Linked DNA regions of Sus scrofa: region 2 is linked to region 1. A link is a contact called in public Hi-C data. All regions are on one chromosome and are shown on one strand. The core of a region is the stretch at or near the end of the contact, and the rest is flanking DNA. Distances in the headings are between cores, read along the strand shown. Region 1 has its middle 110 kb from the start of PROX1. Region 2 has its middle 230 kb from the start of PROX1.

Region 1 (2,989 bases), core at 34-2,533:
AGGGATTCAGGAAGAGATCTCTGGTCCAGGGTTTCCAGAAGCATATCGTGTGTTAACACAAGTGAAAGGCTTAGACTAGTGCTTTGGCATATGACAAGACTCAATAAATAGCAACTGCTCTCATCGTCACCATCATTGCCATCAGCCTCGACATCAGCATCACCACCACAGCCATTATCACCACTGCCATCACCACTGCCGTCAACCTTGTCATCAACACTGTCACCAGCATCATCTCTGAGGAACCCATGGAGATGGTTCTGTTATCACAGGAGATAGGCTACTATGAAGCCCGTGTAATTTAAGTGAGGTTTTGGTTGTCCCTACATCATTCAGTGATAGTTCTCTACCTGAACTTGGGCTTCTGACTCCTCTTGGGGACCTACGATGTAGGGTTTGGGGACCTTGTAAGGAATAAACCATGTGTTAAAACAGCATTGAGAGCCCAGGACATCAGCCACTGCTTCTGTTTCTCTGATGCTAATGACTTCAGAAGAGATTAAGTCAGTAGGTTTTTCAAGCATCCTTTAAAAAAAAAAAAAAGCAAGCAATTTAAAAACTAATAACCATAAAACTTTATAAGAAACCTCAAATTTGGATAATTTAGATTAAAAAATTAGACTTGTTTTTTCATTTTGAAACAATGTGTCCTAAGTGAAGTAGCAAAACAAGTTTGTAGGAGAAGATGTTTAATTATGAGGAGCCAAACTTTTATCTATACAAATACTATATTTATAGAAAGGAGAAATGTCACTTGTCATTAAATCTAGTCTCCGGAAGCACACTTACCAATACTCTTATTTGATGGTGCTTAAATATTTGAAAAGTAAGCAATGTCTTTAAAGAACTCCTCTGTAATGCCAACCAGCCTTTTGAAAACTTGATTTTTCTGTAAAAACTCTGAAATTATGTTTGTCTAGCCCACGTGTTTTGTTTTGTTTCTTTTGTTGTTTCATTTTGGGTTGGTGTTTGGAGAGCTGATTTTCCCTGGAGGGAACAGAACCAAATCAGTCAATAGCCACTGGTTCTCAGCCAAGCTGAGCTAACGGCAGGGCATCTGAGGGGTAAGAGTGATCAAACATTGGTTTGTGCTTCTGTCTTAGTGAACCTTCGTGTTCACTCTGGGGAGCCAGAAGCAACTTAGAGCGTCAAGAATATAGGTCAGCATTGCTTTATGTAACCGTCCCCCTTTTTGTTTTCAGATGGGAGAACAGGGCAAGGGTAACTGTTCATAGAGTTATTGAGCCTGTATTGAGCCTGGGGTCTGTCCAAGGAGACAGAGTCCAGTTGATGTTGGACGCTCATTGACTGGCGTCAGCAAATGAGAAGGATGGTGGTGAAATCTCCCTCTCAGGTGTGTTGGGCAAAAATAGCAGCTCACCTCTTGAGACCAACGACTGGACTTTCCTTTCTGAGGAAGTGTCTGGAACTAACCCTGTGATCATGGGTTTGTGTGCCTCCGTTTCCTCACGTGTGTGAAACGAGACTAATAGCATTTACCACATAGGATGCTTATAAGGAAAAAGAAGGAATACATGCAAAGAGCTTCCATCAGTGTCTTGCACGTAGCTGTCCTCACCAAATGCTACTGTTTCTCTACACCTGATACCAATGGCAGCCATTTATGGAAAACTTGCTCTGTGGCCGAACCGTGTTAAACTTGCGATGGATGTTACTTCCCTTTATCCTGACAACGACTCTGTGTGGGGGCTCCTTTCACCCCCTTTTCACAGATGAGAAGACAGAGGGTGAAAGAATGGGGATTCTAACCCAGTTTTTTCTGTCACCAAACCTTGCGATCCTCCCTCCACGTGGCACCGTGTTACAAACAAAAGAAAATCGCCTTGTCATTAGCATACTGGCTATTCCCTGAGAAGGCTAGGAGGTTATTCTCAGCCTGTAAACTGACGTGACAGAGCTGTGGCTGCACTTTTTTTCTGCATCAGCTCGCAGGGTGCTGTGTTCGGAAGATACTTGATAACGGCTTTCTGTTCTCCCCTGCGACTGTTGTTGCTGATGACGCTGATGTTGTAACCCCAGACCTATAGCAGGGACCCTGCACACGAGCTCCAGCCTGAGCGTTGTGGGACACTCCGTGAAGGGTGGGGGGAGAGCAGACGGCCCCAGAAATCCTCAACACTCCCCTCTTCCGCGACATGTTCAGCCAGAGTCAGACCAGCTTCTTTCAAGGTAACTTTCTGATCACACCTCTCTCCTCCCGTACTTCTCTCTCTCTCTCTCTCTCCTTTTTTATTTCTCTCAAATCGCAAAAGGGAAGATTGATAGCTGGAATGGAAAAACCCATGATGTGGCCTCACCAATCCAGGTCTAGACTGGGGTGGGGGAGATCCTCTTTCCTCATCTGTTTGTTTAAAGATAAAGAGGCCCTTTCAGTCCACGTGGGGTCCAGCAATTTAACCATAAACGGTATTAATGGATGTCAGAAAGTACCTGCTCTTTTGGGCTGTGCGGGGAGGGACATGAACCCTGATCTGTCTGGGCCAAAGCCCCCAATTTCAAAGTGTTGTCTTTTTAACTGCTTGTTCTAGTGTCTCATAGTTCAGGTTTAAAATGGAAAAAAAAAAAAATTGTTAAAGCCTTTTGTATTTCTAATACACATATTAGATCCTGGAATTTCAGATCTGCCAATAACTCTCTCTGTTCCAAAGAAAAAAAAAAAGCTCATTTTTTTTTCCTTACTGGAATTTTTTCATTCCTTCCCACCCACCCCACCTCCATTTTTCATTTCCTCAGGAAACCAGTTCGTTGGAGACAGAGGGAAAGTTTTCCAACACACTTCCCCAAGCCTCCCCAGACTCATGCTCACCCAGAGAGCGGTTTCGCACCAAGAACACATGTCACCATCGACTTAGCCTTGCCCGTAAAGACTTCTATCTCCAGTTCTCCAGAGCATTTGGGAAGCCCCGGTGGTGAAGGCAGCCTTCATTCCTGCCAACGACAGTCACCCTCCAGGAACCCTTGGAGGTGC
Region 2 (3,330 bases), core at 279-2,778, 350 kb after region 1:
GGCTGCCTTTTTATCCCCCCCTCTCTCTACATTATAGAAGGAAGCAGGTCCCTGCCGCTTTTGTCATCCCTCCTTCTGGGCCGAGCTCCATTTGCTGGTGAACAGGGCTTATCTTCACTCTCCCCCTCGAAATACTGTAACATTGAGCATCCTTTCATGTCTGTGCTTTTAAAGTAAATCTTTGGACAATTAAAGATATGAAATGGCTAAATAGAGTTCTGCGGGCGTTGTTCTCTCCTTTTTAAAGGTTTAATCACACTTAATGGCTCTCTTCAAAACTTGAATTTTCCATTTTGGTGTTTTGACTCCATTGAAAGAGTTTACTAATATTCTTTCAAAAGTATTCTCTGCTCAAATGAGCTATTCAATAAAGTTTTATGGCAGGCTATAGGATTGACGGCTAAATGGAAAATAATTTAAAGGGAGATCAGCATCAGGGGTGCCGTTCATTGCTACGGTTTTTGTTAGTCAAACCATCATCGTCAATATCGAGTCCATTAAAAGTCGATGGGAAGGAACAAGATTATCATTTGGATGTAAGGGAGACCATTGCACATGCAATTTCAACAACCCCCTTTTCCTTGAAGATCGGTTATTGTTCAGCCTTGTGAGTCTAGAAATAGGAAAAACCCTCTTTCTTCCCTTGCTTCCTCCCATCTTCCTTCTCCACCTCTCTCTTTTCTTTCCTCCTGAAGAGCCGTGGACAAAAGAGTGGGGGTGAGTGAAAGGAACCAGTCAGATTGTTTTGAACAAATCGCCCTGACTCCAGTCTTGCTCCTGCCGAGTTCTCTCTGGTTCTCACTTGTCACCGTCAGGAGCAGGAAGCCGGCTGGACACGGAGGACCCCCTGGGTCATACTCACAGTCCAAGTGATAGAACTGGCTACTCACAGAGGAAATTTAGTGGAAAATAAAAGCCGGTACTCCCTGACAGCATCTCTCTTAGCCCCTAGACTCTCTGATGGGCTAAGTGATAGGGGGATGCGAGAGATCCTAAAGAGATACATTGGCTCGGAAAAGAAAACCGATGCTCTGTGACCTCATTGGCACACCCCTCATTGGCACACCCCTTCTCCCCGCTGCCCTCCAGCCGGCTTTCCTCAGTTCCTTCTTCCCACAAAGTGCCCGTGAGCACGTGCAGCATGCCCAGGAGTGTGCTAAGTGCTAAGACAAGTTCAATGACCACCTCACCCGAGCAGTTTCACATTTGGCTGAAGAAACCACAAGTCATGCAGATAATGGAAACTGCTCAGAAGACCTGATCTGCGATCCAGGCATTGTCACCTGCTAACCATGTGATCTCTAGGAAGGCATTTAACTTCTCTGAGACGCCCTGTTTCTCTTTCAAGAAGAGGGCTGCTGAGATCAAGTAGCATTCATGACGCTCTGAAAGTATCTCATTATTTGTTTGCTGTTTTACGTCCCTTCCTCTCCTCCCCCAATGTAAACTCCATGAGACCAGGAGGCTTGGCTAATTATTCACTTCTGTATCTCTGTACCCAGGACAGAGGCTGGCACAGGGCAAATACTCAGGAAATAATTGCTGAGTGGATGCATGGATTCTGGTTATAGAAATCTTGAAGGCTGAACCACTGACCTACCAAGACTTGCTTGGTAGGATTTATGATGTAGGGGAGAAGAAGAGTATTTCAGGAGTTCCTGTTGTGGCCCAGGGGAAATGAATCCGACTAGGAACCATGAGGTTTCAGGTTCGATCCCTGGCTTCGCTCTGCGGGTTAAGGATCCAGCATTGCCATAAGCTGTGGTGTAGGTCACAGACACGGCTCAGATCTGGTGTTGCTGTGGCTCTGGCATAGGCCGGCAGCAACAGCTCCGAATAGACCCCTACCCCTAGCCTGGGAACCTCCATATGCCATGGGTACAGCCCTAAAAAGACAAAAGGCCAAAAAAAAAAAAAAAGAAAAAAGTATTTCAAAGAGATAGCAGCAGAGGGAACAAAACAGAACAAAAGCAAGTTCTATTTCAAAGTACTGAAAAGACCAGTTTGCACTCAGGAATAATTAGATGTGCTCTGGGAACCATGGATTTGGACCTGATCTTAGAAGACCTCATATCCCAGCAGTAGCCGGTGGGGAGACAGTGATGGGCTCTGATCAGGGTTGTTACTTGAAAAAAGTAATGTTCTAAAGCGATCCATCAGGCAGCAGTATCCCGGACTGAAGACGGTAGAGAACTAAAGTAAGAGGACATTGCAGCAACAGAGCCTGAATTAGCACCACGGAAATGGCCTGTAAAGGAAAGGAGAATTAGGAGCCTGGACAAAGCGAGAATCAGTGGGGCTGGGTCCCCAAGGAGCTATGAGGAGAGGAAGGAGAAAGCATTTAAGATACAAAGACTAGAGTGCTGGTAGAATCAACAGAAACAGGGACATCTGGAGGAGGCCACGTTTAAGAGACACAGAGTGGCGTGGTTCTCCCTCCTTTCGAGGTGCTGGTGGAACACCCGGGTGGAAACGTGCACCAGCAATGGCAAATGTTGGGCTGGAGAAAGGCCCGCGGGTGGGGGCCGAAGAGAAGCAACATGGAAGCCATCCCCTTGGAGGTGACAGAGAAAACCATGCGAGGTGCTGACGCCTTAGAAGACGAGGAGAATAGAGGCCCAAGGGCAGAACTTGAGTGAGTGAGGTGAGAGGCAGAGAAGGAAGAGCAGAGCAGCAGGAGCACTTGGGGAGGATGGAACATGGACAGGGAGGGAAGACGCCCGCTTGGTTCAGGCTCACGAGAGAGACTTCTGGAAATGCCTCTCGCTGTGTCCAGGTCAGGATCCACGCGCAGGAGAGGGTCATTACGGGGAATGCCCTCATGAGCTTTGCGAGGATGCTCCATCACGCCAAGGGCCACAGCACAGATGTCAAGGGGAATGAAAAATCAGAGAAGGTGTTTAGAGCCGCCCACGCGGAGGTCGTCCAGAAGAACCGGCGAGGGCCTGTAAGATTTTCCTATGTGGGAACTTACACCACCAAGGGACGTGACACACTGTCAGCCTTTCTCGAAGACTGCACACTGGAAAGTCCTGTGTTTCCTTATCATCTCCCATCCACAAGGAATGTCACATGGGGAGGTCTGCACAAGCCATGTGATGGCAGCCCAGTTTGTGTCCTCAATTCCAAACAGGTCAACAGTTACTGATTAATTTCACCCTCTCAAAGAGGAGACACTTCTTTCTTATTCCCAACTCTGGCCATCACCACTTCTTTGGTTTGCCTGTTTCTGGAACCAAGTTCTCACGAATAGCATGTTTCTAAGACTCAGAGGGGGAAAAAAAGGTAATAAAATCTTAAACAAGCCTTCGTCAAGTGCTAGGCTTCTAC

The links. A called contact is a pair of places that touch in the nucleus more often than the background predicts.
Region 2: a contact with region 1 is called in a Hi-C map of liver, with 7 times the contacts expected there. The contact joins two enhancer-like sites. A contact is called at or near these places in 3 of 47 Hi-C or Micro-C datasets (liver and skeletal muscle).

The regions. Positions count from the first base shown.
Region 1 is chr9:129,457,353-129,460,341 of Sscrofa11.1, forward strand. No RefSeq gene overlaps it. Among named protein-coding and RNA genes, the nearest start is that of PROX1, 110 kb to the right of the region's middle. Within about 2 kb of position 1,284, at least 2 of the 83 cell types and tissues checked have an H3K27ac peak or open chromatin away from gene starts, as enhancers often do. A contact at or near this core is called in liver, where this site is marked.
Region 2 is chr9:129,804,728-129,808,057 of Sscrofa11.1, forward strand. No RefSeq gene overlaps it. Among named protein-coding and RNA genes, the nearest start is that of PROX1, 230 kb to the left of the region's middle. Within about 2 kb of position 1,529, at least 5 of the 83 cell types and tissues checked have an H3K27ac peak or open chromatin away from gene starts, as enhancers often do. A contact at or near this core is called in liver, where this site is marked.